Regions from separate parts of the Mus musculus genome. Here all the other regions are linked to region 6. Evidence: chromatin contacts called from public HiChIP or PLAC-seq and promoter capture Hi-C data. All regions are on one chromosome and are shown on one strand. The core of a region is the stretch at or near the end of the contact, and the rest is flanking DNA. Distances in the headings are between cores, read along the strand shown.

What was found. Promoter capture Hi-C pulls out the DNA fragments that hold promoters and counts their contacts. HiChIP or PLAC-seq counts read pairs in DNA pulled down with a chosen protein or histone mark. Capture Hi-C pulls out chosen DNA fragments and counts their contacts.
Region 1: a contact with region 6 is called in an H3K27ac HiChIP or PLAC-seq map of microglia, with 10 times the contacts expected there. The contact joins the enhancer-like site here to the promoter of Zfp622 in region 6. A contact is called at or near these places in 1 of 15 datasets of contacts at CTCF or cohesin (large pre-B cells), 4 of 484 Hi-C or Micro-C datasets (the N1E-115 cell line, cortical neurons, palatal mesenchyme and 1 more), 5 of 115 datasets of contacts at active chromatin or transcription factors (astrocytes, embryonic forebrain, forebrain and 2 more) and 2 of 9 other capture datasets (adipose tissue and macrophages).
Region 2: an H3K4me3 HiChIP or PLAC-seq map of embryonic stem cells shows a contact between it and region 6, with 5 read pairs. The contact joins the enhancer-like site here to the promoter of Zfp622 in region 6. A contact is called at or near these places in 2 of 39 promoter capture datasets (hippocampal neurons and pre-B cells), 1 of 15 datasets of contacts at CTCF or cohesin (large pre-B cells), 3 of 484 Hi-C or Micro-C datasets (the N1E-115 cell line and cortical neurons) and 2 of 115 datasets of contacts at active chromatin or transcription factors (embryonic forebrain and embryonic stem cells).
Region 3: a promoter capture Hi-C map of adipose tissue shows a contact between it and region 6, with 2.6 times the contacts expected there. The contact joins the promoter of Ank here to the promoter of Zfp622 in region 6. A contact is called at or near these places in 2 of 39 promoter capture datasets (embryonic stem cells and hippocampal neurons), 4 of 484 Hi-C or Micro-C datasets (cerebral cortex, cortical neurons, embryonic stem cells and 1 more), 1 of 115 datasets of contacts at active chromatin or transcription factors (astrocytes) and 1 of 9 other capture datasets (adipose tissue).
Region 4: a promoter capture Hi-C map of embryonic stem cells shows a contact between it and region 6, with 4 times the contacts expected there. The contact joins the enhancer-like site here to the promoter of Zfp622 in region 6. A contact is called at or near these places in 1 of 39 promoter capture datasets (embryonic stem cells), 1 of 484 Hi-C or Micro-C datasets (cortical neurons), 3 of 115 datasets of contacts at active chromatin or transcription factors (forebrain, large pre-B cells and microglia) and 2 of 9 other capture datasets (adipose tissue and liver).
Region 5: a contact with region 6 is called in a promoter capture Hi-C map of embryonic stem cells, with 4 times the contacts expected there. The contact joins the promoter of Otulinl here to the promoter of Zfp622 in region 6. A contact is called at or near these places in 1 of 39 promoter capture datasets (embryonic stem cells) and 2 of 9 other capture datasets (adipose tissue and liver).

The regions. Positions count from the first base shown.
Region 1 is chr15:27,599,449-27,602,202 of GRCm38.p6, reverse strand. It overlaps a transcript of Otulin not described here. Among named protein-coding and RNA genes, the nearest start is that of Mir7117, 29 kb to the right of the region's middle. Within about 2 kb of position 1,487, at least 7 of the 459 cell types and tissues checked have an H3K27ac peak or open chromatin away from gene starts, as enhancers often do. A contact at or near this core is called in macrophages and microglia, where this site is marked.
Region 2 is chr15:27,302,594-27,305,293 of GRCm38.p6, reverse strand. No RefSeq gene overlaps it. Among named protein-coding and RNA genes, the nearest start is that of Gm36899, 160 kb to the left of the region's middle. Within about 2 kb of position 1,278, at least 19 of the 459 cell types and tissues checked have an H3K27ac peak or open chromatin away from gene starts, as enhancers often do. A contact at or near this core is called in embryonic stem cells, where this site is marked.
Region 3 is chr15:27,465,297-27,468,309 of GRCm38.p6, reverse strand. Ank (progressive ankylosis) reads right to left here and starts at 1,633. Exons shown (of 12, transcript NM_020332.4): 1 at 1,211-1,633. The coding sequence starts at 1,306.
Region 4 is chr15:27,580,422-27,583,286 of GRCm38.p6, reverse strand. All of the region lies in intron 8 of Ank (progressive ankylosis), which reads right to left. Among named protein-coding and RNA genes, the nearest start is that of Mir7117, 10 kb to the right of the region's middle. Within about 2 kb of position 1,481, at least 48 of the 459 cell types and tissues checked have an H3K27ac peak or open chromatin away from gene starts, as enhancers often do. A contact at or near this core is called in embryonic stem cells, where this site is marked.
Region 5 is chr15:27,680,109-27,682,808 of GRCm38.p6, reverse strand. Otulinl (OTU deubiquitinase with linear linkage specificity like) reads left to right here and starts at 1,267. Exons shown (of 8, transcript NM_001242423.1): 1 at 1,267-1,412. The coding sequence starts at 1,358.
Region 6 is chr15:25,982,963-25,985,682 of GRCm38.p6, reverse strand. Zfp622 (zinc finger protein 622) reads right to left here and starts at 1,317. Exons shown (of 6, transcript NM_144523.3): 1 at 500-1,317. The coding sequence starts at 1,133.

The DNA of each region.
Region 1 (2,754 bases), core at 238-2,737, 1.6 Mb before region 6:
TTTCCTTTCTGCTCTGCCTATGGAAGGCCTTTGGCCTTGTCACCTGCAGCTTAGTACCTTGGGGAGGATGGCAGCCCAGTTTTAGATTCTGCCTATGGGAAGGTGCTTCCCTCCCCTCCCCTCCCCTCCCCTCCCCTCCCCTCCCCTCCCCTCCCCTCCCCTCCCCGGGGTTCATCATGATGGGCGATTGCACTATGACCTCGCTGTGCTCTTGCTGCCTTGAGTAGCAGAGCCTGCTCTAATCTCACCAGGACATGGCAGCCTTGGTCAGATGCTCACTGCCCTGAAAGCATAACCTTGCGATGTGGGCGCTTTGGGGTCTTGCGTCCCACTGTGAACTCATCTCAGATGCCTGGCTGGTGCGGTGAGAGTCTCCTGTCGTCTGTAGTGTCTCTCGTCTTCAAGGTCTTTCAAGGTCAGAGGCTGAGCCTACTCTGGGTCTTTGCTTCTGATCCCTTTAACATACTCAGATGCGAAGGATTATGGAAAGAACTAAAAATAAACTTAGAAAATAAAACTTAGAAGCTTGTTCTGCTGCTGCAGTTAAATGTCTACTTTTAAGGACTGTGACAGACTGAGACCCACATGTTAACTTTGTAGCATCCCATTGTAGGCCTGTGTTGTCCTGAGACCCACTCTGACATCTTCTGCCTCTGTGGGTAGAGGGGTTAGGATTTGGTGTGTTGTTGGTAGCTGAAGTTAGTCGAGATGATGTGACCAGCACAGCACCTAAAGGTGTATACGCTGGGCTGTGGGTCTGGGTTGAAGGACAGTTCTACTACCTACTCTAAGCATGATGAGCTGGGCTTAAGTAAGTTACTGACCCTCCCTAAAATCGTTCTTTATCTCAGTCGTGCAGTCCTTCTCAGGTGTGGTGTGGATGGCATGCCTCAGATTTGGAGAAAGACGCCCTCTGCCTGCAAAACAGGCTTCCAACAACAGTCCTGGTGAGTTTGCTGAGGAGAGAGAGACCTGCTGTGCACAGAACAGCTTGCTTTTGTTCCAGCTGCTGGAAATGCACCTGGAAGGTGGATAGCAAGGACTTGTGTGGGGCTCTCACAGACAGAAGGTAGGTAGTGGAGACCAGGAAATGACTTTTTTCATGCCTCCTGACGTATAGGAATGGAGAAAGGGGCTGGAGAGATGGCTCAGTGGTTAAGTGGTTAAGAGCACTGACTGCTCTTCTGAAGGTCCTGACTTCAAATCCCAGCAACCACATGGTGGCTCACAACTATCTGTAATGAGATCTGATCTGATGCCCTCTTCTGATGTGTCTGAAGACAGCTACTGTGTACTTAGATACAATAATAAATAAATCTTAAAAAAAAAAAAAGAAGGAATGGAGAAAGGACAAGCTCCAGTGGCGATCTTGTGTAGCCGAGGAACAAGTAGGTTTTATAGTTTTTCAGAAGGCATGAGCAGTGCTATGTGCTAATGGGGAACAAGACAAACAAAAAGAATGACAAGAGTATTACTCAATCTCCTGAGTACGAGAGTGCTATAACTCGCTGCTGAGCTCTGCCTCTCTAAAGTTGGAATCTGAGGAAGGAGATGGAGCCAGGGATCTTAACTTACATGTACTGCCCTAAACCAGCCTCATTCCCTGGGCTAGACCAAGGCTTAGCTCACGGTCTCCTGTTGGAATGCATTCAGAGATCCCTCTATCCCTCACCTTGTTCACAGTTCAGGGTGTCTCATCAACTGCTAGACAGGGAGGGATGTCATGGAAATGGGCGAGAGGTGCAAATTTACCCTGTGGTGCCTGCCATTCTTCCCCAAGGAAAGCCACTGTTACTTGGGCCAGCGCATCTCTGTATTGCCTTTAGGATAGGTAGCCAGGTGACTAAGCTCACCTTGATGCTAGCCAGATATGAAGATGCCTATATCCCACATACCTTGGTGGAAACAAAGAACTTGACCTCCTAAGGTTTCACAAATGCAATGGGCATGATGATAAGTATGTATAATCAGCATATGGAAAGTGGAGGCAGGAGGATTATGAGTCTCAGGCCATCTTTGGCTAGTTAGACTATTTCAAAAGGCAAAACAATAAAGCAAGGAAAACTCCCAACATAAGCAGAATAGATGTAATCAAAAGACCAGGAAGGAAGAAACCTCCAGTCTTAAAGTGGTGGGATGGTCGTAACCATAGGGATTATGGGTCTGTGATATTAATAAAACAACAAAACACGAGGAATTTGAACAACTAATCTTTTGGGTTATAATGGCACATCTTGAAAAGCAGGGCTTTCCTGGGAAAGTCTGCAGGCAGGGCTACAGATGGTAGGAGTTACAGACTCTTCTCAGACCTGGCTGACATTGGGATTTCCATATTCTGAGCGGGGCAGAGAAGCTGGGGAAGGCTCAAAGAAGACTATGCCCAAAGTGGTAGGAAGTAAAAAGCACCATAATGCAGAAAAACAATGTAAAGAATAAGTTATTTAGCTACCACAAGAAGTTTGGAGGAAGAAAACCGCTCGCTCACCTAGATTTTAGCTACTGAGGGTAAAGGGCTAAACTTAATATGTAAATCTGGGAAACGGGGAGATCTTAGTGAAGGTTAGGAAATGAAGCGACTGGTGAGTAAAAGACTGGTTAGGATAAGAGGACCAAGACACTGAGAACAGCCTCACTTAACCAGCCCCTCATCACTTCTTAGACACAAAGCTGGAGTGTGCAGCCTGCTCAGCGGTATTCCGGGTAAAATCCCCCAAGCCTCACACCAAAAACACGCGGATGCTAGTAGCAACAAAA
Region 2 (2,700 bases), core at 29-2,528, 1.3 Mb before region 6:
GAAGAAAATAACAGAGTCCTCAGGAGCAAGCATCCTATGACAACACACCGCACTTAGCAACAGCCCGTCAGGCTACAATAGCAGGGTCAAGGTACATTGAGATAGCTTAAGACATCCTGCAGAGAATACACTTAGCCATCCTGTTTGTCAGGTGGTTTGTCCCCATGTTCAGTTCCTGCAGATTACCCCAGAAATGCAGTTTTTAAATACTAACTTGCTGACCTGTATGGAAATTGCACAAGCTTGCTGTAACTATAATACATATATTGCACTCCTAGACTCAGGGCCTCACTCTGACCCGCTGCAACCTTGCTTGCAAACGTGTAATAAAGACCCTTGTGTGTTTATATTGCAATTGGCTCCTCGGTGGTCTTTGGGGGTCCCTGCAACTTGGGTATAACAAGATGTGTTCGGCTTGTCCTTCGGCTCTCTGCCTTGAGCCACAGTGGTGTGAAGTCCTCACCCGATTTTGCCACAGTTGGGATGACCTACATCCTCTCATTGCGCAGAATGTTTGGTGTTGTCTTCTCCATAGCCCGTTACAAGCCTTCTTTATGTAAATGCTTGTCTTTCTTCAAAGGCCCAAAAGACGTTTCTCTGAGATTAGCTTACTAAAACGCAAGCTACAAGGTGGAGGGAAGTCAAGCAGCCCTCGGTGCCAAAGGGCAACCCAAAGGGATGGATTGGGTGTTGTCCCGGTACTGTTTGGTTCAGGTTGGAGGTCATTTGCATAGTAAAGAGCTGGAGTGGGCGTTGTCTTGTTGCTGATTGGTTCAGGCTGGAGGTCATTTGCATAGTAAAGAGCTGGAGTGCGCATTGTCTTGTTGCTGATTGGTTCAGGCTGGAGGTCGTTTGCATAGTAAAGAGCTGGAGTGGGCGTTGCCCTGCTGCTGACTGGATCAGGCTTGAGGCTGTTGGCATAATAAAGAGCTGGCAGCTAGAGCTGGGGGCCAGGCAGAACCTTAGGCAGATGCGGGAGGAAGCAAGAAGGGAGGCAACTAGAAGCAGGCAGTGAGAACCTCTGTCTTAGTTCTATAGCTGTGAAGAGACACTGTGACCAAGGCAATTCTTATGAAAGTAGGCATCTAATTGGGGGTTTACTTACTGTTTTAGAGGTTTAGACCATTATCGTCTTGGCAGGGGCATGGTGCCATGCAGAGCTACACCTGAGAGCTACATCCTGATTGTAAGTAAAAAGAAGAAACGCTGGCCTGGGTGTGGGCTTTTGAAACTCTCAGAGCCCACCCCCAGTGACGCACTTCCTCCAATAAGGCCACACCTCCTAATCCTATCAAAGAGTTCTGCTTCCTGGTGACTAAGAATTCAGAGCACCTCACGTCCCTGTGATGCCTGTGCACAGGTGCTCACAGACCTCCCCTCCTCTCCCCATATCCCCAAACCCTTTTCTGGTATTTCTATAGGCTGGGACAGGAAAGGAGGTAGTCCGTGCAGCCAACCTGCTATCTTGATCACTTTTTATTGTTTTTTTTTCCCTGGTATTCTTCAAAAGATTGAGGTTGTCTTTTGTGCTTCTACAATGTCTCAGCCCAAAAGTTACCTATTATTGATGGTCAGGTTCCAAGCATCAGATGGCAATTTGCAGCCTTGCGGCTTAAAGGCAGGAGAGATAAAGCTACCAGAACGTAATGATTCACAGTAATGAGGTTTCGTCTGAAGAGCAAAATGGACAACTGGGGACCCTGGCTTCTGTTCTCTGGTTTTGGAATGCCTTTACACTGGGAGCACAGGACTGCGGCTGCCGCTTTGGCTGATGTTCACAGACTCTACAGCGCAGTGTCTGCTTGATGGATGTTTTCTCATTGCTGGTGGTAATTCTACAGTGGCGGATTCACCAGTTAGCAGGACTTTGCCGTTTGCTTCTAATATCTATTTCCTCCTCCGGATAAATCATCATCTTATGAGAAAGTAAAAAGGTAGAAAATATTGGTCATGAAAGGATTTGGATCATATTTAACTCAGACAATGAAAAAGTTTCTTCCTTAATTCAATAACTGTCTGGAACCACAACTTAAGATTGCCAGTGGCTTTGTAGACATGCCCAGATAGTTAGATTGTAAACCACCCAGGAGCTTGGGGGATTTGTGTTAAATTCTTGCCCTGGGCTGACATGTTGAACCTAGAAGTTAACTGTAGATCAAGAAAAGAAGAGGAGGTGTGTGTGTGTGTGTGTGTGTGTGTGTGTGTGTGTGTGGTGGAACTCAACAACTTTGTCAAACCCAATCTTGTTTTTCTTTCTTTTGGCTTTTCTATTATATTTTTCTGTTCTTACATTACCTACAGGCAAGCTTGGGTACAATGCTATCATACTCAGATGAAGGGCACAGGGAGCTATGACATCATTCAGCTACTCCATCGCTCCCATAGAGAGGAGGGCAGTTTATTCTCTGGGTTTGCTTTGTTTAGTTTTGGAGGCAAGATCTCAAGGCTGGCCTTGAACTCACTACATAACCAAGGATGCCCTCACATTCTAATTTTCTTATCTTTTCCTCCCACGAATTAGGATTAGGTGTGCACCACCACACTGTTTTATGTTGTGCTAGAGATCAAACCCAGGGCTTCATGCATACTAGACAAGCACATAGGAGCTATAACCCCAGCTTCAAGTGGTTGGGCTTGAATTACATCCCTGCATATCAGACACTGAGGGTCATGGATAAGTTGCTACTTGTTCATCTCTGT
Region 3 (3,013 bases), core at 384-2,883, 1.5 Mb before region 6:
CTTGTGTTTATAATCACAAACAAAACCTACCTACCCAAGAAACACTTAAGTGACATTCCTAGTCTTCTTGTTCTTGACAAGTCCGAGGCTTAAAAGCTGGTGAGACGTTTTAATAATTTTCTATGTCTTAATCATCTCCAACGCATGTGAAGCAGATACCTCGTTTTCCTGTGCTCCTGTATCGACTCTTCACCTGCCTGTATGAATTATCCTTCCCTACACAGAGGTGGGCTATACCTGCCTACCCAGTGACTGTCAGAAACTCCTCACTCCCGCCTCCATCCAGAGCCCCTTAATGAACAAAAGAGGGTTTATCCCACTGCTTTGAAAGGAAAAAATAGTACATTTGCAAAAGTAGGTCTATCTTACACTTTTGAAAAGGTCCAGCTCCCACCCCCAAACCCTCTCCCGGACCTTAGGCTGTAACTGCAACTGCCAGGAAGCCCTGCAAAAGGGTACCAGTGCCTCACCGCCACGGGAGAGCCTGCAGCACCAGATTGGTAATGACGCCACATGGAGATAGCGTGAAAAAAGAATGAGAAGGCAGCACCAGAAATGTGCTCTCGTCCAAAGGGGTGGAAGGAAGAGAGGAGAGAGAACACACACACACACACACACACACACACAGAGAGAGAGAGAGAGAGAGAGAGAGAGAGAGAGAGAGAGAGAGAGAACAGATATCCTAAAGTAGATATAATCAGTGATCCTCTAGGCAAGGTACCTCCTGGACACCCCTAATCCTTACCTAGGCTACATGCAAAGATGTAAATTTGGAAGTACGTGGGAAATCAACTTGGAGACATTGTAAGGCAAATTCTCCCACCATCACTACCATCACCAAACCCTGTGCAAGTAAAAAGCCAGCACTAAATGCTACTAGAAACTACATGCAGTTCTGGGCCCGAGGTTTACATAATCACAAATTACATAATACTCATCCCGAGCACTAAACCCCTTTCTATAGGTGAAGTTCCCCATCATCCCGTCGCTTGCTATTTTCCAAAGAACGCTGGAAAAGTCTCCAATATCTGCGGAGGGAGGGGATGGGGCGCTGCAAAAGTCACCCTCGACAAGCCGCAAAGCCACGTCAAATGGTCCAGGGTAAAGGGGGTTCGGAGCAGGTGACTCCTCTCCTCCCGCATCCCCCCGGCGCCCGGCATCCAAGGCCGAGGCTGGGCGAGCGAGGCGCACCGGGCGCGGCCGGGCTTACCTGCTCCCCGAAGTCGATGGCTATGTTGGTGATGCCGAGGGGCACCAGGAACCGGATCAGGGGCCAGTAGTGCGTGAGCGCCGGGAATTTCACCATAGTCCCCGCCGTGGGCTGACCCCACACTCATCTGCCGCCGCGAGGGCACTGTGCTGGGAGGCGCGCGGAGCGCAGCGCGGGGACGGAGGCCGCGGCCGGCGGGGCCTGGGGCGGCGGCTGCTCGCGGCGGCGGCGGCGTCCTCTCCAAGCGCTGCTGCTCTAGCAGGAGAGCCGCGAGCTCAAGTCCATCCCCGCTGCCCTCCCACACAACAAAGATCTGCCGGGGAGAAAGAGAGGAGGGACAGGGACGGCAGCGGCGGCAGCGGCGGCGGCGGCGGCGGCGGCAGCAGAGGCTTCTGCTGACAGCGGCTCCATTATAAGCGCTCTGGGCCCGGAAATAAATAAATAACCGCGCGCACGAGGCGCCTCCGCCGCCGCCGCCGCGCCGCGCGGAGGAAATCAGGGGCGGGCGGAGGCGCGACACCGCTGGCGACCCGGGAGGGGGCCGGCCCGGCGCCGCCTCCCCGCTCCGCTGCGCACGGCTCGGCCGCGGGGGGCGCTGCGCTCGCACAGGCCACTGCCGTCCGCGCCCGCGGGGGACCGGGGCGCCGCCTGAGCCGAGCGCGCGGAGCGGGGAGTCAGGCGGGGCGGGCGAGCGGGCGGGGACTCCGGGTGACCCGACACCGACAGCCCCATGCTGTCCCCGGAGCGTCCGGCAAGGCCGTGTGAGCGCCGTCTCCAGAGTTGGGAACCAGGAGTAGAGCTTCGGGGACAACCGAGCTGGAAAGGCCTCGGCGTCCGGGCGGCCTTGAGGCGGACTGGGAGCTGCTTTAGGGTGATGGGGATACGGCTGCATTAGTGGGAGAGAAGGATGGTTTACCAAAACGAGCATCTCGCATCTCTCGTGACAGAGATCTGCAGACCCTGGGGAAAAATACACCGGGTGGCAGGGACTGACTGTCCGTCCTGGACTAGGGTTCTGGGATGCTCCATACCGGTCTCCAGCTTTTGCTAGTAATGTGCAACCGTTTACTTATTTAAAAGTCGACCGGTAAATATGCTTAAAAAAAAAAAAAAGGAAAGAAAATCTGCTCGGCTGTGTTATAATATGTCCCCAGTGATTTCATGATAAATCAGTTGCTGAGCTGAGACTTTTACCTAAAACTGAAAAGCTTGACAAAGCCAGCATCAGCCGGTGTCCCAGTATAGTGTATGAAAAAAGGGTCCAAGCCAGTGACTGAAGCATTCACAGCAGGGCGGGGCTGGCCTCCAAGAGACGAGTACAGTCACACAAAAAAGCTTAGCTCGTAGAGGGTCCTGTGCCTGCTTTGGCTCTCTGTTTTTGCCTTAATACTTTTCATTAATATTTATTTTATTATTTTATGTCTATGGGCAGATATTTTTTTTTGTCTGCATGTCTGTCTGTGCATGACATGCTTGTCCAGCACCCACAGAGCCCAGAAGAGGGCATTGGAGCTTCTCCTGGATTCCAGAACATTGTGAGCTACCATATGAGTGCTGGAATGGAACCCGGGACTCTGGAAGAGCAGCAGTCGGTGCTCCTAACTGCTGAAACATCGTTTTCTTCAAACCCTGGTCTTGCCCTCTTGAAATGATGAATTTCTGAACAAGGGGCCTTAGCTTTTCATTCTGTAGCAGTTGAGATAGATGGTTTGTTCAACTTGTATCTTCCTATGCATCTTTTTTTTTTTTTTTTTTTTTTGGTTTTTCGAGACAGGGTTTCTCTGTATAGCCTTGACACATCTT
Region 4 (2,865 bases), core at 232-2,731, 1.6 Mb before region 6:
CAAACAGCAGGGGGTGCCATGCACCAAGCAGAAGAGGAGCTGGGTGTCCGGGGCCTGCCAGCTCCACAGGAGGTATCTACAGAATGTTCCATTCTAGTCCTTAACAGGTCTGAAGGATGTCTAGAAAGGTCCACATGCTAGCTTCAGTGTAGCTTTTCAGTAAGTAGCTTTTCAGAATTTGGAACTTAGGGGATGGGGCCTAATGAAAACACATTCAGTTGGTTGAGAGTTCTGTGGATGCGAGGAGGTAGTACAATCAACCATAGGACCGTACCTCACTGTAAAGTCGCAATGGGCAAGATGCTAAGTTTGTATTATGTGTATTTGACTACGACTACTATGTTTTCAAAGGGAGCTGAAGAAATGGATCAGGATATAAAGTTTCTGCTATGCAAGCCCAAGGGCCAGAGGTCAGATAACCAGTGCCCACCTTCGATGCCGTGAAGACTTGTTGGCTACCAGGAGTCTCAGCCCTTGGGAGCAAAGACAAGGGATTTCTAGTGAAAGCTGAAATGAACAAACCCCTTTGGGGGTTAGAGAGCTGGCTTAATGGTTAAAAATACTGGCTGCTCTTCCAAAAGAGCCAAGTTCAATTCCCAGCACCCACATGGTGGCTCTCAATTATCTGTGAGTCCAGTCCCAAGTGATCTTGTGCCATCTTCTGGTCTCTGAGGGTACTGCGTGCATATGATGTACAGAAATATATTTAGGTAAATACCAACACACATAAAACAAAAATAATAAAATAACTAAAGTATCCAAAGTGGAGAGCTATGGAGCAGGACACCTAACATCAACCTCAGCGTGAACACACATGATTAACGTGTATCTGCATACACCCATGACCACACACACACACACACACACACACACACACACACATAAATGCCACCAAATTCTGAGAAAAGGGGAAAATGATAACAATACAACATGCTTGATCATCTGTTTTCTCACAGCACATGTGGACATGCACAGTCTATTACGAGGAAGGCATGGAGACCAGTTTTCATTGTTTGGATGCCTAAGTCTCTCCAGCCCATGAGACAAACTCTCGGCTCTGCAGGGGCTGCTGAATTAACAAGCCCTACCCTGACAGCTCCCAGAGAACCGGGCGGGCGGGGAGGGAAACAGCTCTGTGCAACAGACTCTGAGCAGTTACCCCAGGCCAAGAACTTTCCATGTTTTTTCTCACATAGTCCTTATACGATTCTGGGATGGTGCCTCTGTCACAGATGCTCTAGGACAGGGCCCTCTACCAGGCCCCTCTCCCTATTTCCAGGATGCCCCAAGGCACTGGAAAGAACCGCATCCTGACTTGGTCTGAGAACGCCTGGACCTCTGTCCATTTACCTTCTACCCCTTCCCCTCCCCCTCACACAAGGGAGGCATTTTCTTCTGCTGGATAATGGAACAGTGAGGAAGCAGTCTCCACCTCATGGTTCGAGGGAGGGACCACAGCAGAAACAAAGGCTGACACAGGCAGCCTTTGTTCTAGACAAAGGGTCAGCATGGTACCAAGGCTAGGACAGGCCCCAGCAGTCACCCTGGAAGGCTGAGTGACAGCTGCCCAGGAGGGTAGTTTAGCAACAGGGAGGTAAGACTGGGTCATTCATGGGAACTCAACAGCTAATCTGGACAAAGAGGCCACCCGAACAGAACCTCTGATAGTGGCTTTTAACCTTTAACAACTTGGGTGTTGACATTTTCTAGTTTGTGGGGTTCCAGAAGAGACAAGCCTCACTGAACTGCAGCTTCCCTGGGATGCTGGGGTGACAGCAGGTGGTCCTGCTGCAGCCAGCGCGGGCACATGCTGCCTCTTAAACAAGAGTAGCAGACAAAAAGGGAGTCAAGCCAGGCAGCCCTTGAATTACAGCAAGCCACTCTGAGATGGGGAAACTGAGGACGTGGGAGGCCTTGCAGACCCGGATTCCAGCTTCAAGCCCCTAAGATGGGCATTTTTGATCCAGTGTCTCTGTATCAACCAGTACATGGCTCTCCTAGGGAATCAGACACTATGAATACCAGCATGTAGGTGACCTTGCAGCTTTTCAAAGGTGGAGGCGAATCCTTGGAGCCCACCAATGTTGGATCACACCAAACCTATCAGCGTTGGCAGGGACCTGTGACTCAAAAGAGGGATCCTGTGTCAAAGGAAGGCCTGATAGTGAAGATTTCCCTCTGGACTAAGACCTTCAGAGTACCAAATTTCTCCTCCACAGGGCTGGGTGGGCCTCTGCTGGGATGGCACTCACGTGCCTTCTGACATCAGGGCTTGACAGACCAACCAGCTGTGGAATGAGCACAGGCTTGGATTGGCAGGGCCCCCAGCAAGTGCCTGTCTACCCTCTCCTCTCCAGAGGCTCCCATATCTAAAATTATTCAGGCCCTGGCATCCTGCAGTAGCAACACATACCAGTTTAGGGCACAGTGCTGCCTTAAAGCCAGAAAGAGTGCACAGACTGCATGAAGAGGGTCTGAAGGCCTCACCAGACAGGAGGGATGCCGAACATGCTGTGATAATTAGATGTTCGGAGGCTCAGATCATGCTGCCAACTTGCGGAAAGACGCCCAAGTGACAGCCAACTTTAGGAGATGCCAGAAGCAGGAGTCCAGTAGGATCCCAAACGAGGACTCCAGGAGGGACCGGCTGGAATATGGCTGCCTGGGTCTTGCTGGGCTTGGCCTTAGTCTGGTGGCCCATGGCTAATTTATAAACACCTGCTCTTCCACATTCTCCTGGCTGTTGTGTGGTCTTCACAGAGGGTGCTCTGTGACACCCCGAACATGGGAGAAATGTCAAGATGAGCCTTGACTGTCAAACACGAGAACATTTGTCTTAGGACAAGGAACTAAATCTTTGTATTT
Region 5 (2,700 bases), core at 18-2,517, 1.7 Mb before region 6:
GTCTGACAGGGATTTCTGAGGCAAGACTAAAGATGTACGATCCTTTTGATCCTTTGTTCTGAGATCCAGAGAGACTTGCAATGTTTCAATGACTTGTTGACATAGCCCTAAGGCTATTGAACTCACACAAAATTCCAGGCTGTTTCCACATGTTTCTTTAGTTATGGCGCTTATTTTTCCGGAGGCTGCCAGGATATTTTGCATGCTAGTCTTTTTGTATTTGGAATCTGTCTGCACTGGAGAAAAAGGAAGTACTCATGGAGATGATTCTTCTTCTTCTTCTTCTTCTTCTTCTTCTTCTTCTTCTTCTTCTTCTTCTTCTTCTTCTCTTCTTCTTCTCCTTCTTCTTCTTTTTCTTCTTCTTCTTCTTCTCCTCCTCCTCCTCCTCCTCCTCCTCCTCCTCTTCTTCTTCTTCTTCTTCTTCTTCTTCTTCTTCTTCTTCTCCTCCTCCTCCTCCTCCTCCTCCTCCTCTTCTCTTCTTCTTCTTCTTCTTCTTCTTCTTCTTCTTCTTCTTCTTCTTCTTCTTCTTCCTCCCCCTCCCTCTCCCCTTCCCTCTTCTCCTCCCCCTCCCTCTTCCCCTCCCCCTCTCTTGTCTTCTTCTGGAAAAAAGGAGGGGTCCATCAAATTAGTTAATCAGGAGCAAAAAAAATCTTGTATCCTTTTCTTGTTAGGCCATTTACTTTTTCTGTTAGCTTTTTGTATTGTTTTTTAACAATTAAGAAATTACTTTATGGAACCACTTTTTGTCAAGAATGCTCTTGTTCGTCCCTAAACAGTTCCAAGCACGCATTAGCCGAATGTGCTGACCCATGCAGAAAGACGAGGAAGCCCTGCCCCACGTAGTGGAACAAGCCCCGGGTGCAGTTGCTTTTGGATCCCAGCCTCTAGCTCTCCGGCGCAGACATAGCAGGTTTGTCCCGTGGTGAACAGGGAATCGAGGCACCAAGCTGTCCTGAGCTGGTGAGGGGCATTCGGTCCCTCGGCCCATCAGTCTCTTCCCCAAGTTCTCTGGCTCTGGTGCAGAGCTCCCGAGAGGACTCTAGATCCGAACCAGTGGAACGCCCAGGGTGAGCGTGGAGGTGCAGCCCTAGGGGCAGAGCCGCGGCCTCCGCAGCGCTCCCATCGCTGAGCTTCTGAGCTTTCCACGCCGCCGCGCCCTTCACGCCTACCTCGCGCGGAGGCTCCGCCCTAGACTCCGCCCTAGCTTCTGAGTGGCGGCACCGGGCGTCAGTCTGCGTTCAGGGCGGGAGCACGGACGGCTGTCACAGTAGCTGAGCTCGGGACTGCGGCTGCGGAGAAGCGAGCGGGGCGCCGGGCTGTAGCGGAGGGTGCGCGCGGGTGGAGGCGCGCATCCCGCATGGAGGCGCCGAGGAGCGCGCCGCGGGAGCGGGAGCGCGCTCGGACCACCTCAGGTGGGCGCCGGGATGAGCACAGTCTCCCGGAGGGTGTAGTGGCGGCGGAGGGTGGGCGAGGGAGAGCGAAGGGTGCTTGTGGCGCGGGGACGGCTACACCTCGCGCGCGTGGCTGTGCGTGGGTTGCATCTGAGTCCCCGGCCATCGGAGAGAGGCGGGTCTATCCAGGAGTACCCGGGCGCGTGGACAAGCTGGTCGGTGTCCTCGAGGGAGCAACTTGGTTGTAAACTAAGCTACCGGGGTTTGCGCCTTGAGAGGATGTGGCCCACACCTTTTCAGCAACCAGAGTTGTAAACCGCAGAGAACACTCTTGACTTTAGGGGGAAAAAAATGCTCACCAAGGGGACAGGGTGACAGTAGATCGCTATTGCATTTCGGGCCCCTGCCCCACTGGGTAGCAGTGGTCTGTCCTCTCCAAAGACCTTAGAGATGAAATGTCTTTCTTCCGGTCCCACAGCTGTGTCCGTGGTTCAGTTTCTCTAGGTTTTGTTGGGCCACACGCTGGATCCTGTGTTTCACCATCTACCACTCAAGGAATGTGAGCCTAGTAGTGAATCTAAGCTGTGTGTGTTCTTGCTTTCAGTGTGTAAATGGGGTTGTTGGACACCGGGAATGTTCCTAATTGCTGCTCTCCGTCCTAGTAGGAGCTTCTGACACAGCACTGTGTTGTGTAGTGGAAGCAACACTGTTCAGGACACGAGGTCTGGACGTCAGTCCACCCTAGAGTGTCTGGGTAGGAGTTATTCAAGACATCAACCATTCGTGAAATGCATGCTGGACAAGTTAATTCCGAAGGCCTCTCCCAGCCTAGTCTGTGACTAAATTACCCAAGTCTCTGAAGTTTAGAGAATTAACTCATTTGTTTAACCTTTATGCACCTCAGGTTATTATAGAATTAGCCAAGTATTTCCTGTGGGCGTATCCAGTCGAACATTTTTTATTTTGTTTCTTTCTTCCTTTAGTTTGGCAGAGAAAAGAAAGTTGGAAACAGAGGCAAGGACATGACTGGGAAAGAGCTGGTTTGGGAGACTGCAGAATGCCTACTTTGGCTTAACAAAACCACCAAGAACGTTTCCTTTCTCTGCACGAAGTCCAAGGCGTGTCAGTGCGCTGAGCCCAAGGAGAGAGAGGGACCTTTCGTTTGTTTCAGTCTGTGGGGTCTGCTGTAGGTTTGCAGGACAAAGTGAGATTCAAGGATAAGATTGTGGAAAACGTTTCCCTTTCGAATATAACTGCTGAGGGAGGACTTAGGAGCATAGGAGATCCTCTTCGCTGGTTCTGTTTTCCA
Region 6 (2,720 bases), core at 68-2,567:
CGTCCGGGAGCAAGCATAAGAATGGAGGTCTACAGCCCGGCAGTGGTGGCACTCGCCTTTAACCCCAGCACTTGGGAGGCAGAGGCAGGGGGATTTCTAAAGTTTAAGGCCAGCCTGGTCTACAGAGTGAGTTCCAGGACAGCCAGGGCTACACAGAGAAACCCTGTCTCGAAAAACCAAAAAAACACCAAAAAAGTATGGAGGCCTACAATCCATCTGCTTAACTAGTTAAAAGTCATAAACCAGGAAACATCTTTAAATCCAGGCGGGATGCCCTGGGCCTGGAACCCCACTCCCTCAAAGGCTGCGGTAAAAGGATAAGAAGAAAGTCAGGGTCCAGCCTGGGAATGGATGTCGCAAAGGTAAACACTGAAGAAGGCTCGGGCTGGGGGCCTCAGGGGAGGGCGACATCGCTGAACGTGGACCCAGCCCTTCGTCTCCATCGCGATGTCTCCCGGAGCCTCCCGCTCGCCCCAACCCCGACAGGACCCTTACCTACCTTCGTCTTCGTCGTCTTCCTCCTCTTCCTCTCCCTCCTCCTCTCCGTCCTCCCACTGCTGCTTCGCCAGCTTCTTCGCCTGCTGTTCGAACCACTGGAGCCGGGGCGGCTTCTCCGTCGGGTCTCGCTCCGGGACGCCCCGTGCGCCCGCCGCCGCCCTCCCGCACTCGTCCGTGGGCACGAAGGGCGCTTTCTTGGGGGACGTGGAGGGCTGGGCCTTGATGGCCTGCTGGATGGCGGCGTTCACGGCGTCCTTGTCGACGCCGTCCGCGCCCAGCCCCTTCTCCAGGTTCTTGGCGTTCAGCAGCTCCACGCGCCGGCTCGCGGCCCGCACCGCCTTCCGCTCCAGCTCGGCGTGCCGCCGGGAGCCGAGGTGGTTCTCGTAGGCGTTGAAGGTGGCGAACTTCTTGCCGCACGCCGTGCAGTAGGTGGCCGCGCCCTTGCTCGCCTCCGCCGCCTCGGCCACCGCGCGCTGCGCCCGCACCCGCTCCTGGAAGCCCTCGGCCGTCACCGGGGCCATGGCGGCCACCTTGCGCCGCAGGTTGTAGCGGTGCCAGTCCGTCTTGTAGTGCGCCCGCTGCAGCTCCGCGTCGCGGAACGCCACCCGGCAGGTGATGCACGTGAGAGCCGCCATCCCCGGGCCCGGAAGACAGAGACGACCCAGCCGAGAACCTTCTAAGCCTGACCGGCCGCCTTCTAGTCCCACAAACGCAGAGAACCTCCTTCGCCCACAGCCAGGAAAAGACACACCAGACACCAGCTTCCGGGCTCTAAGTGAGGGAACTTCCGAGTTCTAAGTGAGGGAACTTCCGACTCGCACAGGAAACTCTTGGCAGCTGGCTTAAGAAGGCCCGCCTGGGTCCCCGGAAATGACGAAGTTTCATGTCGCTCTCTTCGCGCCTGGATCCGCCCTGTCAATCAAAGGTGGGCGTGTGCCTGGAGGATGCCGCTGCCTCCTGAGGGCTTAGCGGTTGTGTCGCTTGCCGTGACGAGGTCAGAGGGATGGGCTTGTGAGGGAAAGAAGGGCGTGGGTGCCTGGGATGGTTCTGGGACTGCTCTTGAGAGATGGATCCCGTCAAGACTGTCTCTCGCGCCTCTGGAAAGGGGGATCAAACGTGGCGACAGCGTGGAACTTCCGGAGGCCAAACCGACCCAAGCTCTTTGCAGCGAAGGGGGCGGTCAGAGCTCTTGAACAGAAAAGATTCCCTGCTGGGAGCCGAAAGTACAGCCTAGCCACTGTCCCACAAAATATAATCCGAGCCACATGTGAGATTTTTAAATCCAAGTAGCCATATAAAAAGTCAAAGTAGAGACTATGCCCGGGCCTAACAAACACAGAAGTGGATGCTCACAGTCAGCTATTGGATGGATCACAGGGCCCCCAGTGGAGGAGCTAGAGAAAGTAACCTTATAGGTGGAACAACAATATGAACTAACCATTACCCCCAGAGCTCGTGTCTCTAGCTGCATATGTATCAGAAGATGGCCTAGTTGGCCATCAGTGGAAAGAGAGGCCCATTGGACTTGCAAACTTTATATGCCCCAGTACAGGGGAACGCCAGGACCAAAAAGTGGGAGTGGATGGGTAGGGGAGTGGGTGGGGGACCGTGTGGGGGACTTTTGGGATAGCATTGGAAATGTAAATGAAATAAATACCTAATAAAAACAAACAAACAAAAAAGTCAAACTAGGTGAAGTTGCTTTTAATGATCGAAATACTCTTTCAGCATCTAAAACTTTAAAAGGATCTATCTGTGATTTTACGCTCCATCGTGGGTACTAAACCTTGGAGACCCTGTGTGTATAACAGCAGCAATTCATATCAGTTCGATTTTTTTTTTCTTGAGACAGGGTTTCTCTGTGTAGCCCTGGCTGTCCTGGAACTCACTCTGTAGACCAGGCTGGCCTCGACCTTCAGAAATCCACCTGCCTCTGCCTCCCAAGTGCTTGGATTAAAGGCGTATGCCACCACTGCCTGGCAAATCCTCTGTTCTATCCCTGCCTTTAACTCACCCTGATTCAATGTCAATTGTTCTAACAGGTTAAGCAAGTATATTTTTGGTATTGTGTTAGAAATCCGTTGCTATGCTATTCTGCCTGAATATCTTTCTGCCAGCTTGCTCCCTTTTGTAAACCTTTGCCCAAATGCCTTTGGGGGGGGGGGGGTTCTAGAGCCTTTTGTCAAAAATAATGCCAGTATTTTTTTTGTGTTGTTGTTGTT